Linked DNA regions of Mus musculus: region 2 is linked to region 1. A link is a contact called in public promoter capture Hi-C data. All regions are on one chromosome and are shown on one strand. The core of a region is the stretch at or near the end of the contact, and the rest is flanking DNA. Distances in the headings are between cores, read along the strand shown.

Evidence for each region. Promoter capture Hi-C pulls out the DNA fragments that hold promoters and counts their contacts.
Region 2: a contact with region 1 is called in a promoter capture Hi-C map of liver, with 5 times the contacts expected there. The contact joins the promoter of Kctd21 here to the promoter of Hikeshi in region 1. A contact is called at or near these places in 2 of 39 promoter capture datasets (liver and pre-B cells).

The regions. Positions count from the first base shown.
Region 1 is chr7:89,938,320-89,944,019 of GRCm38.p6, reverse strand. It overlaps Hikeshi (heat shock protein nuclear import factor), which reads left to right and starts at 2,816. Exons shown (of 5, transcript NM_026304.3): 1 at 2,816-3,051. The coding sequence starts at 3,022.
Region 2 is chr7:97,329,953-97,335,652 of GRCm38.p6, reverse strand. It overlaps Kctd21 (potassium channel tetramerisation domain containing 21), which reads right to left and starts at 3,330. Exons shown (of 2, transcript NM_001039039.3): 1 at 3,282-3,330. It overlaps Usp35 (ubiquitin specific peptidase 35), which reads left to right and starts at 3,544. Exons shown (of 11, transcript NM_001177412.2): 1 at 3,544-3,816.

The sequences.
Region 1 (5,700 bases), core at 1,567-4,066:
CGCCTTTTTGCTCTCTTGCTCTGGCTCTTGCTTCTTGCTCCTGAAGATGTAAGCAATAAAGCTCTTGCGCTCTTGCTCTCTTGCACTCTTGCTCCTGAAGATGTAAGCAATAAAGTTTTGCCGTAGAAGATTCCGGTTTGTTGCGTTCTTCCTGGCCGGTCGCGTGAACGCGGGTAAGAAATATAGATTAGAATAAACGGGCTATTTTACATTATGATCTAGTCAAAGTCTGAGTCTTATTTCTGGGAGCACGGGGCTAGGAGGAAGAATCAGACCTAACTCTACAGATATCTAATGTGGAGAAAGGTTACTAAATTATTGTCTCTAATTCTCTGTCCAATCTAGAACTAAAATTATCTACCAGAAAATGGTAAAAAAAAAAAAAAGCAAGTCCTATATAATAAAGACTAAGACTAAGTTAATTAATTAATAAACAGCTAGAGATCATTACAAAGTTTCTAAGCTAGCCAGCTCTCAAGCTACTAATAAGATTGTCTTATAAGGAAAGGAGCAACAATCAAATGCACATCACAGACAAATGAAAACGTTGCCTAAGAACATATAAGTTGAATAGTATGAGTTGCTCCTAAAGTCAGAACATGCACAGAACCCAAGGTGGGAAGTTATACAGGAAACCCTGCAAAGTGAATCACTGACACTGAGCGGGAGTCTACCCACTATTTAGTATTTCACAGGTAAGAACCATCAAAGCGACCCTATTAGGTAAATCCTGATAATATTCCATTTTAAAAATGGTGAAAGCCGGGCATGGTGGCGCACGCCTTTAATCCCAGCACTTGGGAGGCAGAGGCAGGCGGATTTCTGAGTTCGAGGCCAGCCTGATCTACAAAGTGAGCTCCAGGACAGCCAGGGCTACACAGAGAAACCCTGTCTCGAAAAAAAAAAAAAAAAAAAAAAAAAACCAAAAAAAAAAAAATGGTGAAAAAGAGACAAGAGAATGTTAGGTTAGCCAGTGTATCATGCAGCTGGTAAATGCCTGAAGTGAACAGAAGCAATCTGACGGCCAGTGGTCTTACTACGTACATCCTTTCTAGTCTAAGTTCAGGAGGCAGAGGCAGGCGGATTTCGAGGCCAGCCTGGTCTACAGAGTGAGTTCCAGGACAGCCAGGGCTACACAGAGAAACCCTGTCTCGAAAAACCAAAAAAAAAAAAAAAGAAGAAGACTTGCACTGTTTGCACTGGGGAAGAGAGACCTGTTATGGCTGGTGGTCCATGCTCAGATAGATCAAGCTTCGAAAAGACTGTGTTCTTTCCTCATGCAAAAGGCACAGGGATTAAAGCTGAAAAAGGGAGAATGAGTGCGGTGGCGGTGGCGGTCGATCCTTGGTGCTACTTCCTTTAGATAATGTTTTGTGTTTCCAATGAGCCTTTTCTGGAAATGCATCCAGAACTCAAAGGACAAGTCAGTCAGTTATGGGGCTGTGTGTGTGTGTAATGCCAGCCCTCGGGAGGTGGAGGAGAAGGATCAGGAATCCAGTATTATCCTCGACTACACAGCACGGTCCAGGCTAGTCTAAATTATGCAAAACCTTGTCTATTTAAAAAACAAACAAACAGAGAGACAAATAAATGAATAAAAACAAACAAACAAACACCAATCCCAAAAGATGAGCAGCAGTGTCACACACTTTTTTATTTTTTGGCTTTTTGAGACAGGGTTTCTCCGTGTAGCCTTGGCTGTCCTGGAACTCACTTTGTAGACCAGGCTGGCCTCGAACTCAGAAATCTGCCTGCCTCTGCCTCCCATGTGTGGGATTAAAGGTGTGCGCCACCACGCCCAGCTAGTATCAGATACTTTTAATTGTAGCATTTAGCAGGTAGAGGGAAGCAGATCTGAGTTTGATGCCAGTCTGGTCTAGAGTGAGTTCCAGAACAGCTCAGGCTACATCGAGAAACCCTGTCTTGGAAAACAACTCCCCAAAGTGAGAAAACTTAGATTATTATTTTTTTTAAAAGGCATTTTTACAACAAAACTCCCTAAGCAGCACCAGACCCTATTCTTAGTGGCAGTTATCAATTAATTCATCATTTAATCCTTCCAGCAACCCAATAGGTCTATTTGTCTCAGTTTGCAGATGATTGACTGATGAAGCTGTTATATAGCTTGCCTACAGTTGTACAGCACATTAGTTGGGGCGGGGAGGAAGCACAAGTGAAGCACTACAAGAAATATAAGCAAGAACACAACTACGTGTTAAAACTAGTATTTAGTGGGGAAAAGGACTTCTGGACCTCTATAGCTTTAGTGGTCCACGCCTATAATTCCAGCAATTGGAGGCTGAGAAAGGAGTGCACAAGTTCGAGGTCTACCTGGGCTAGGTAATAAGACACTGCCATAAAAATGAGATAAAAATATATTAACATTTTTGATATAATGTTTGTCAGGAAGAATGCAGTAAGTTGGTTGCAACTTGAATTTACGCTCCAAAAATCAATTTTTCAAGCTTCCGGGCAGGTTATGCCGAACCAATTGCCCTCCGTATAAAACGGAGATAATATTTATCCCATTAAGCTTTTGAAAGGAGAGGCTGGGTGAAACGATTCTGGCAAAGGCGTATTGTTACTCCTAAAATGTTACACAACCGCCAGAAAGGTCTTCTCCCAGCACCACCTTTAGAAACTTTGACTCACACAGGCACGGAAATCATGTACTATCAGTAGTAACTTTCAAATTCTCCCGGCTCGCCCTCTGGGAGGCTGGCGCACTGCACTATGGGATTTGTAGTCTTAGCGCGATACCAGCTCCTCCTTACTACCTTAGAAGGAGGAAATGGGTGTAATGACCCGGAAGTACTCGTTCCGGAGAGGCGTGCAAGTTAGGAAGGAAGGGTCAGAGGTCGCCGGCCCAGATGCGTTCCTGTGTTGTTATGTAGTGGAGGGTCACGTTCCTTCCTGCAAATTCTGGAAGGTTCTTGAGTTCAATTAGGACAGTGGCTGCGGAATTCCTGGTGTCCGGCCTGAGGTGCCCGCTGGCCTAGCAGAGGCGCCGAGGGCGCTGCCATGTTTGGCTGCCTGGTGGCGGGGAGGCTGGTGAGGATGGCCCGGGCGGTGGCAGGAAGGGGTCGGTGACTGAGAGCTGGGTGGTGGCACGGTGCACGGCGCTTGGAACGCGGGGAAACCTGGTCATTGTGCTTTTTTTCCTGGGCGTGTGCGACGGACGGGCAATGGGACGCTGGCCCCACTCTTAGCTGTGTTTGCGAGGCTGTCAGGATGTGACTGCATTTTGTTGAGTGCGGATTTTGTTCCACCTGCTGGGTTGAGTGCTGTAGTTACTTGTTAATTTCAGCCTTCTGTACGGCATTTCGCCGTAACCGTGGTAACTCGTGAGCTAGTCTTTCTCTCTTTGCTGTTCAGGAACGTACACTCAGTAGATAGTGTAGTAATTACTCTTGTAAATTGATAATGCTACTTAGAAGTAAAGCTGAGATTTGTAATCTAAAGCTAAGTGGTTTTCGGAAAAATTCAATTTTCCGGACAATGAAGGTGTTTTGTTTTGTTTTTCCTTTTTGGTGTCTTTGGAAGGCCCCCCCCCCCCTTTCAGAAGTTTACCGACCCAGTTTAAAATACAATAATTGCAAGTTGCTTAATAGAAATGACTGAAATTTAGGTGTGAGCCGTACCTGTGATAACTAAAGGATTCGAGTACAATGCTTTCTTTTTGGTCAGAGAGATGCCCTTGCTTAGCCAGAGCCTTAGAATGAAATGAAATGAAATGAGTGCGGGAGTGGTTGAGGAGTAACCAGAGTGAATCTTGTTTGCTCTTTAGAAACCAGCGATGTATCCGTCTTGAGACGTGACTCCTTTCTCTTTAGAGCTATTCTTGTTTTGTTTCTCCTTGTTTTGTTAAATACTGCAACCTCTTTGTTAAATTGTGCCTCACGTGTGGTAAGCGAGAGCTCCACGCCTCCGTTTTCACCAGCTTTTGATAATGTATTCTATACACGCTGCTCTTAAGAAAAACACGTGGTTCCAAGAAACCATGGACTTCTGTCTGCAGTGAATGGGAGGCTCCTGTGGAGGTGAGGTAGTGCTAACCCTGGTCAATAGCTTTTGGAATGTCCCAGTAGGAGCTCTGGGGTTTGGAAGATGAAAGAAACAATTTGAGAAGAACGTGTTCCTCAGATGTCTGCCATTAATAAAGCCCAGCTTCGTGTCTTACACCTGTATTTCCAGCTCTTCAGAAGGCTGAGGGAGGAGACCCACAGTTGCAAGGCTAGACCCTGGCTCTAAAACAGTGGTGGGGTAGTTCAGTAGTTAAAACACTTTTTTCCTGTCTTTTTTGAGACCGGTCCTTCTCTCTGTACGCCTGGCTGGCTGTCCTAGGACTCTGCAGACCAGGATGGCCTTGAACTCAGAGATCCAAGTGCTGGGTTAAAGGTGTGTGCCAGCACAGCCAGCTCAGAATTATTGTAAGCCCAAAATGTGGCCTCAAACCCCATTACCACAGAACGAAACAAACCAATGAAACCCTATGTAGAGTCTGTGTTATGTTGTGAGCTAATCTGGAAGGGAATTTCCGGCTATATGCTTTATTTGCCCAACATTAAATTTATATGATAAATATCCAGTGGATATTTCTTTAAGACAAGATTTTTTTGGGGGCTTGGAATTGTATATCATTAGACATAAATGAAAATGAAGGACAAATAGAACTACTAGCATCTCAGAACTTAACTCCATTCTTTTGCTAGAAAAACCACCTATTGAAACTTACAAACCTAATTTTCATTCTTTGAGTCTTTTCTTTTTCCTTTTATTTCTATAAGACAGGATTTCTCTGTGTAGTTCCAGGTGTCCTGGAAGTTTGCTCTATAGAACGGGCTAGCCTCAAACTCAGATCTGTCTACCTCTGCCTCCCCAGTGCTGGAGGATTAAAAGCCTTCGTCACCACAACCTTAGGTTTTTTTTATAACATTTATTTATTTGATATATTTAAGTACACTGTAGCTGTCTTCAGACACACCAAAAGAGGGCATCAGATTCCATTACAGATGGTTTGTAAGCCACCATGTAGTTGCTGGGAATTGAACCCAGGACCTTTGGAAGAGCAGTCGGTGCTCTTAACTAGCCCTAGGTTTTTTTGTTTTCTTCTTAAGGAAAAAGAACTCAAAGAAAGGAAAGATTCTCCTACCCCCATTTTTTGTTTAATTAAAGTCAAGGATTAGACTGTGTAGTTGGATATGGTGACACACAGCTGTAATTCTAGTACTTGGGAGGTGGAGACAGGAATTTGAGGTTGGTCTTGATTGACTATGTAGATCACTCAAGGCCAACTTGGGCTACCTGCATAAGATCCTGTCTTTTAAAGGGGATTGGAATGTGGTACACATTTACAGAATGTCTCTTGCCTGTGCAATAAAAGTTGAAACAAATACTTATTTTGCCTTATGGTTATTTCCATGTCTGTGAATACTATAGCTTCTCACACCTTCCAAGAAATATAGGTGCTAAAACTTGGCGAAATTGAATTTAGCACTATAGGAAATTTTGGATTATATTTTTGCTTTTTTTTTTTTATGGTGGAAAATTTTAAGTTGGGTCAGTAAATTTCCTAAAAGGGAATCAGAACTTGACCTTAAACACCCAGTCCTAGTCAAGTCAGTTACTTGTACCTGTAAATCTGACACCTGTGAAGAGAGGCAGAGAAGTAGGAGTTGAAGGTCATTCAGGAGGCAGCGC
Region 2 (5,700 bases), core at 2,081-4,580, 7.4 Mb before region 1:
GTATGCTGTCATGACATTAACCACTAACCAAATGGCTTCATGAAGACCCCTGATAGCTGCCTTCTAAAATGATGGGATCAGAAGTCCACATTACTAAAAAGCCAGAAACTGAAATAGCTAAGATCTAATCATTAAGGAACTAATCAAATAAAAACATATGAGATGGCCCTTTCCAGATTAAATGATTTGCTCAAAGAAATGTTAACAGATACAGTGGGTGGATCTTGACTAGACTGGATCATTAAAGGTAACAACTAAAGGGTTTTGGAGAAGGGCAATCTGGAAAGAATTTAATACCAAGTGTTTATTTGGAAATACAAAAGGTAAGATTACAATTACGTAGGAAAACACCACTCTTATGAGATGGAGATATGCTGGAGACTTTAGGAAAATTTAGATAAAATTTTAGATAAGGTATTACTATGTGCCCCAGGCTGGCCGAAAACCAATCTTTCTGCTTTGTGTGCCAAGTGCTGGGGACATGGGCATGTGCCATTATGCCTGGCTAAGATATTCATGTTTTCTTTCTCCCTCTCTCAGTCACTCTTTCTATTTTTCCCTCCTTTCTCTTGTGTGATAGGTTTTCATAATGCTGCCCTTTCTCAGTTGGTCTGGAGCTCTCAAGTGATCCTCCTGCCTCAGCATCCTGAGTAGCTTGGACTATAGGGGCAAGCAATCAAGCTTGGCTTATAAGGTAAAGTAACTGGGAGATGTGTGTGTCTGACTGTGTGTGTGTGTGTGTGTTTGTGTGTGTGTCTGTGGAAAGGCAAGTGTGTTCAAGCATGAATAGGTGAATGCAGGTTTGGTATTTAGAGACTAAGATAGTCAACTAGGACCGAAGTTGGAGAAGTGTTTTGATCAGGAAGTCCTTCTAGATTGGACTTAGCCCAGAGGATCAGCCTGCCCCTCTTCCATTCTGTGATCCAGGGTTGAGATATGGCTGTCTGGGCCTTGTTTCTGACAACAGCATCCTCCTGAGCCTAGCATCTGTGGCTGTCAAGTGGCAGGAAGGAGACTCCTGCTGTGCAGCCAAGGTGTGCTGAGCATGGGCAGAGAGAACCAATGGGACTTCTGGGGTAGAGGACAGCATATGGTCTTTGCCCAGAGTCAGTGTTTGTGGTAGGCTCTCCGAGGGAAGATGGTGGCGGCCAGGAAAACCATGACAGTTCAAACTGTGATAGTTACTCAACATGCTAATTTCTACTCCCCCCTCCCTCCCTCTCTCCTCTCTTTCTGTATTTCAAGACTGGGTTTGTCTGTGTAGCCCTGGCTGTCTTGGAACTCACTCTGTAGGCCAGGCTGGCTTTAAACTCAGAAATCCGCCTGCCTCTGTTGCCCAAGAGCTGCGATTAAAGGTGAGAGCCACCACTGCCTCATGAAATAGACACTCTCGTAGGCTTTATAGACCAGCATGACAGGCCCTTCCCTTCCTCTGCAACTTGACTTCTAGCCTCCCCTTGGCCAGGATTTTGAAGGAAAAATCTCATCAGGCTGCCAAGCCTCACCTGTAGCACCCACACCATCCTTTTTGACTCAAAGCACTTTATGCTCAGTACTTAGCACAGTACTTTATGCTCAGTACTTAGCACAGTTAACCTAAGTAGGAGCCTGGCTTCCCTGCTGAAGAAATCCCTTGCTATCCCCAGAAACTGGGGCTGGGCAGGGAGTAGGGAAGACATTTTTTTTTTTTTTTTTTAACTTTGTTTAGTTAGACCTATCTTCACCTTCCCGGACTTGTGCACCAACAGGACTATTTATGTCCCTGTTTTGGAGATAAACACTTTAAAACTTTTCATTTTGAAAATACTCCCTTGAATTTTCACTTTGGAATCAAATGTGTAGGACAATGTCTAATTGGCTGTCATGCTGCCAAGGCCATGGTGGCTTCCACTGTGCAGGGGAAGGGACAGAGCACCGGGTTCAAGTGAGTGACGACTGCCGATCACCTAGCAGCTTCCCAGCCTTACCCAGGGTGATCTCCAGGATAGGGCTTTGGCCCAGAGCTCTGCAGACTTCCCCTTCATCCTTTCACACCCAACAGCTGACGGCCACCTTGCCCTGTCCTATCTCTGAGAGGCCTACAGGCTGCTCCCCTCAGTTCACACAAGGGGCACTGGGATTTGTGCCCATCAGGGCGGGGTGGGGGTGGGCTGGAAGAAGAGACCACCCAACCTGAGGCATTTCCTTGCTTGCACAGAAATGCTTTGTTGAAGATGGTCCCAACACCATCCCTCAACCGCAGGCAGAACTTTCCCTAGCCACCCTGGCTCATCTTGTGGTTTTCCTCAGGCACCCACACCTCCTTTCAGCTTTCTCTTCCTGTGGCCTTCCCACTCCTCCCAACAGTGATAACTGTAAACAAAGGGCTTTCAAATAGCTCCAGCCTGAAGACACCATAGAAGGGTTGCCTTGTAGCTGGGCATTGAAAGTGCTAGGGCACAGGTCCTGGAGCACAACTTTGGATGGGTGGGGCATTGGATTGCCTTGTAGCTGGGCATTGAAAGTGCTAGGGCACAGGTCCTGGAGCACAACTTTGGATGGGTGGGGCATTGGGTTGCCTTGTAGCTGGGCATTGAAAGTGCTAGGGCACAGGTCCTGGAGCACAACTTTGGATGGGTGGGGCATCACAATGCTTGCTTCTTTCCTGTCACCCCAGACCAAACCTCTGTTTCCCCTGTGGGCAGAGAAAGGCAGGGTCTTTGAAGGCTTTTGGGGGCAAGTCACTTATCAGGTGTGTTGCTCAACTGGAAACAGTTATCACGGTGAGGCCTTGGCGGGATGTGAGTAGAATGAGTATGTGTGTGACGCACTGAGCTCCAGGGATGGGCTCTTTATTTCTAGTCACATGGAAAGAATGGTGCTGTGTACATCCACACGCCCTGGGTTCACTAGAGCTGGGAGGGGTCCCTGTCATCCCTGTGGTCCGCCTCGCGCTCGCCCACCTAACCCAGCACCCACTCCTCAGCTCTGGAACCGGTCCCTTCTGATCAAACAAGAGGTCCCCTTCTCACCTAGAGACTCGGCTCCTCTTCCTAACCCACCAAAGGCTCCTCCCACAGCGCATCCCTTTCTCCAGCCCCGCCCCTCAGGTGGTTCGGTCTACCCCCTCACCCCGAAACGCGCCCCTCCCCCGCGGCCACGGGCGGGGCTACCCCATTTCACAGATGAGAACAGCGAGGCTGCGACAGATGACCTTTCACGGCAGGACAGGTGCCCGGAAAGACATGTATGCGTCCGCTGGGTCCAGAGCCCTCCCCGAAACCCCTGCGCACCGCACCCACCTCCTGCCCTCGCTCGGCAGCCTCCCCTCCAGCCAGCGCAGCTTCGCTAGGGGGTGGGCCGGGCTGGGGCAGGGGCGGGTCGTCCCGGGCCGCGCGCTGGCCGCCGGGACTTGTAGTCCCCTCTGCGTTCCTTCCTGTGCCGCGTGCCGGGCCCGGACTCCACCTCCCAGGAGGCTACGCGGAGAGCCAGCCCCCTACTGGCCCGCCCCGCCGGCACTGGGACCAGCTGGCCTTAAAGGGGACGCGGCCCGACTGGGAGCTCGCAGGGTAACCCCCGCTGTGGCTCCGCCCCGTTTCCCCGCACCTCACCCCTCTCCCAGTTCCGTCCCGCAGCTCTGAGACCGCGCAGTTGCACTGCCCAGGTCCATCTAGGGTTGTGCGGAGCGGGGTGGGTGGAGTTGGACATCACAAAGTAGCAGCAGCATCCCTGCGGTCTGGGACCCCTCGGTAGGGGAGCGGAGGACCCGCCCTGACCTCGACTGGCCCAGCCTAGTCTAGTCCGGCCCATGCGCCCCGCCCAGGAGTGGGTTCTAAGGTAAGGCCCTCTGAAGTCTAGGAGTTAAGGGGGCTTTGGGTGTTTGAGTGCTCATGTCGGGGGGCGGGGGCAGTGTCTGCACTCTTGACATTTCGAGTGCTCCTTACTTATCTTTAGGACTCTGAGAGCACGAGATTGGAAGGTGGGGGATCTAGGTGCTTCTGGGCCTTTGCTGTGTGACCTTGGCCTTCTAACTGCCCCTCTCTGAGCCTTAACCATCTCCTTCATCAACTGAGTAGTTCCAGCTTCTGTACCTCTCAGTCCTGAGAGCAGCCACAACTAGAACCATGACGCCTGGCAATCTTTTTGCGGAGAACCCCCAGTCTGGGCTAAACAGGCGTAAGGAAGGAAGAGAGGGGGCCCAACTGGAGTAGACACTGAGGATCCAGAGGCAGTCTGATCATCTTTGTCCTGGAGTCCGGGGGCCTTGACATCGCTTGCAGATTGCAGAACTGAAGCTTAAGCGCCTGTCCTCCCTCAGAGAAAGTCTGGGCTGGGAGTGGGGGCTGGGTTAGCAGAGGTTAGTGAGTGGTGGCTCTGTAATCAGGGGCGAGTGTGGACAGTCCCAGAGGGGACTTCTCTTCATCTTCTCTTCCATCTCTCTAATTCCTCTTCAGTAACAGGGTTGTTCTTGCCTGTCACTAGCAAAGCCCTCACTCCTGTCTTTCCAGGACCCAGCCTGGGGCTGGTCGAGGCCTCCTAGGGGGAAGGGTGCCATGCTAGGGTTGCCTTGGTAAGACACTGAGTTAAAACACATTCTGCTGCCAAGAGACCCGAGTGAACCCTGGCGTCCATAGGAGTCAGGGTGTGGGGGCATGAATGTGAGGGGCTGAGAGGACAGCAGATGAACCCCCTCCTCCCCAACGCAGGGCAGGGACCTGCAGACCCTCCCTCCTCCCCTTTGAGGAGATCTGGGAACAGCAGATCCAGGGGCTAACCAGGAGCTGGGGTTTCTTATTGTTTTTTCTGCCTTGTTTGTATGGGCCATTTCTGGAATGGCTGAGTCTTCTTTGGCCTCTGTGAGGTATCTCGCAGATGTTCAAGGGTCATGGATATTAGAGTCCAGGCCCAGGCTGAGGAGGGACAGGGACTGGCCTCAAGGTAACTCTGTCTCTGGATACTACTTTTCTGGTCACATCTTTGATTTTTATCTCGTTTTGTTACCAAATGTCTCTCATCAATATCTAGGCACACCTAGATACATGGCCACCTCTGCCCCTGGGCACACTATCATCCTGGGCGCTGTGTACAGAACAGGATTGGATCTACTTCCTCCAGAGTCAGACCCTAGCCAGGTAGGAGAGAGAGCGTGCTGGAGCAAGTTAGACTGCAGAGGATGAAGGAGCCAAGGCGGCCTGGGAACCGGAGCTTAGAGACTCGCTCTGTGGAGGGACAGGGAATGGCTTGTGAACTGGGCATTGCAGGATGAGTCAGAATTAGCCAGGAAAGAAGAGGCAAGCCCTTTCCCATAGAGAGGACAGAAACAAAACAAAACAAAACAAAACAGCCTTTCTCCAATTTCCATCTATGCCTAATATCAGTGTGGTGTCACATAGACAGCCCAAGTGGCAGGCTTTCGAGTATGGGCTTTGACTGAGGGGCCTAGTGGCCTTGAGGGTCTGAGTAGCCAGGCAAGAGGGAACTTTTCAGAAATGAGGTTAATCTGATGGCATTGCTGAGGGAGAGAGGCTGAGGAGGTGATGGAGGTTGAGCTCAGGACCCCCCTAACCCCCATGGTGATAGGGAAGAGCCAGGTTCTCCGAAGCACAAGCAGGGGACTGTCAACACACAGCTGAAATGCCAAGGGTTATCCATGAGGGACAGATGAAGGCTCAGGGCCTTCTGGGTGGGGTGTTCCCTCTCCCGGGTTCCTGGAGCATCCAC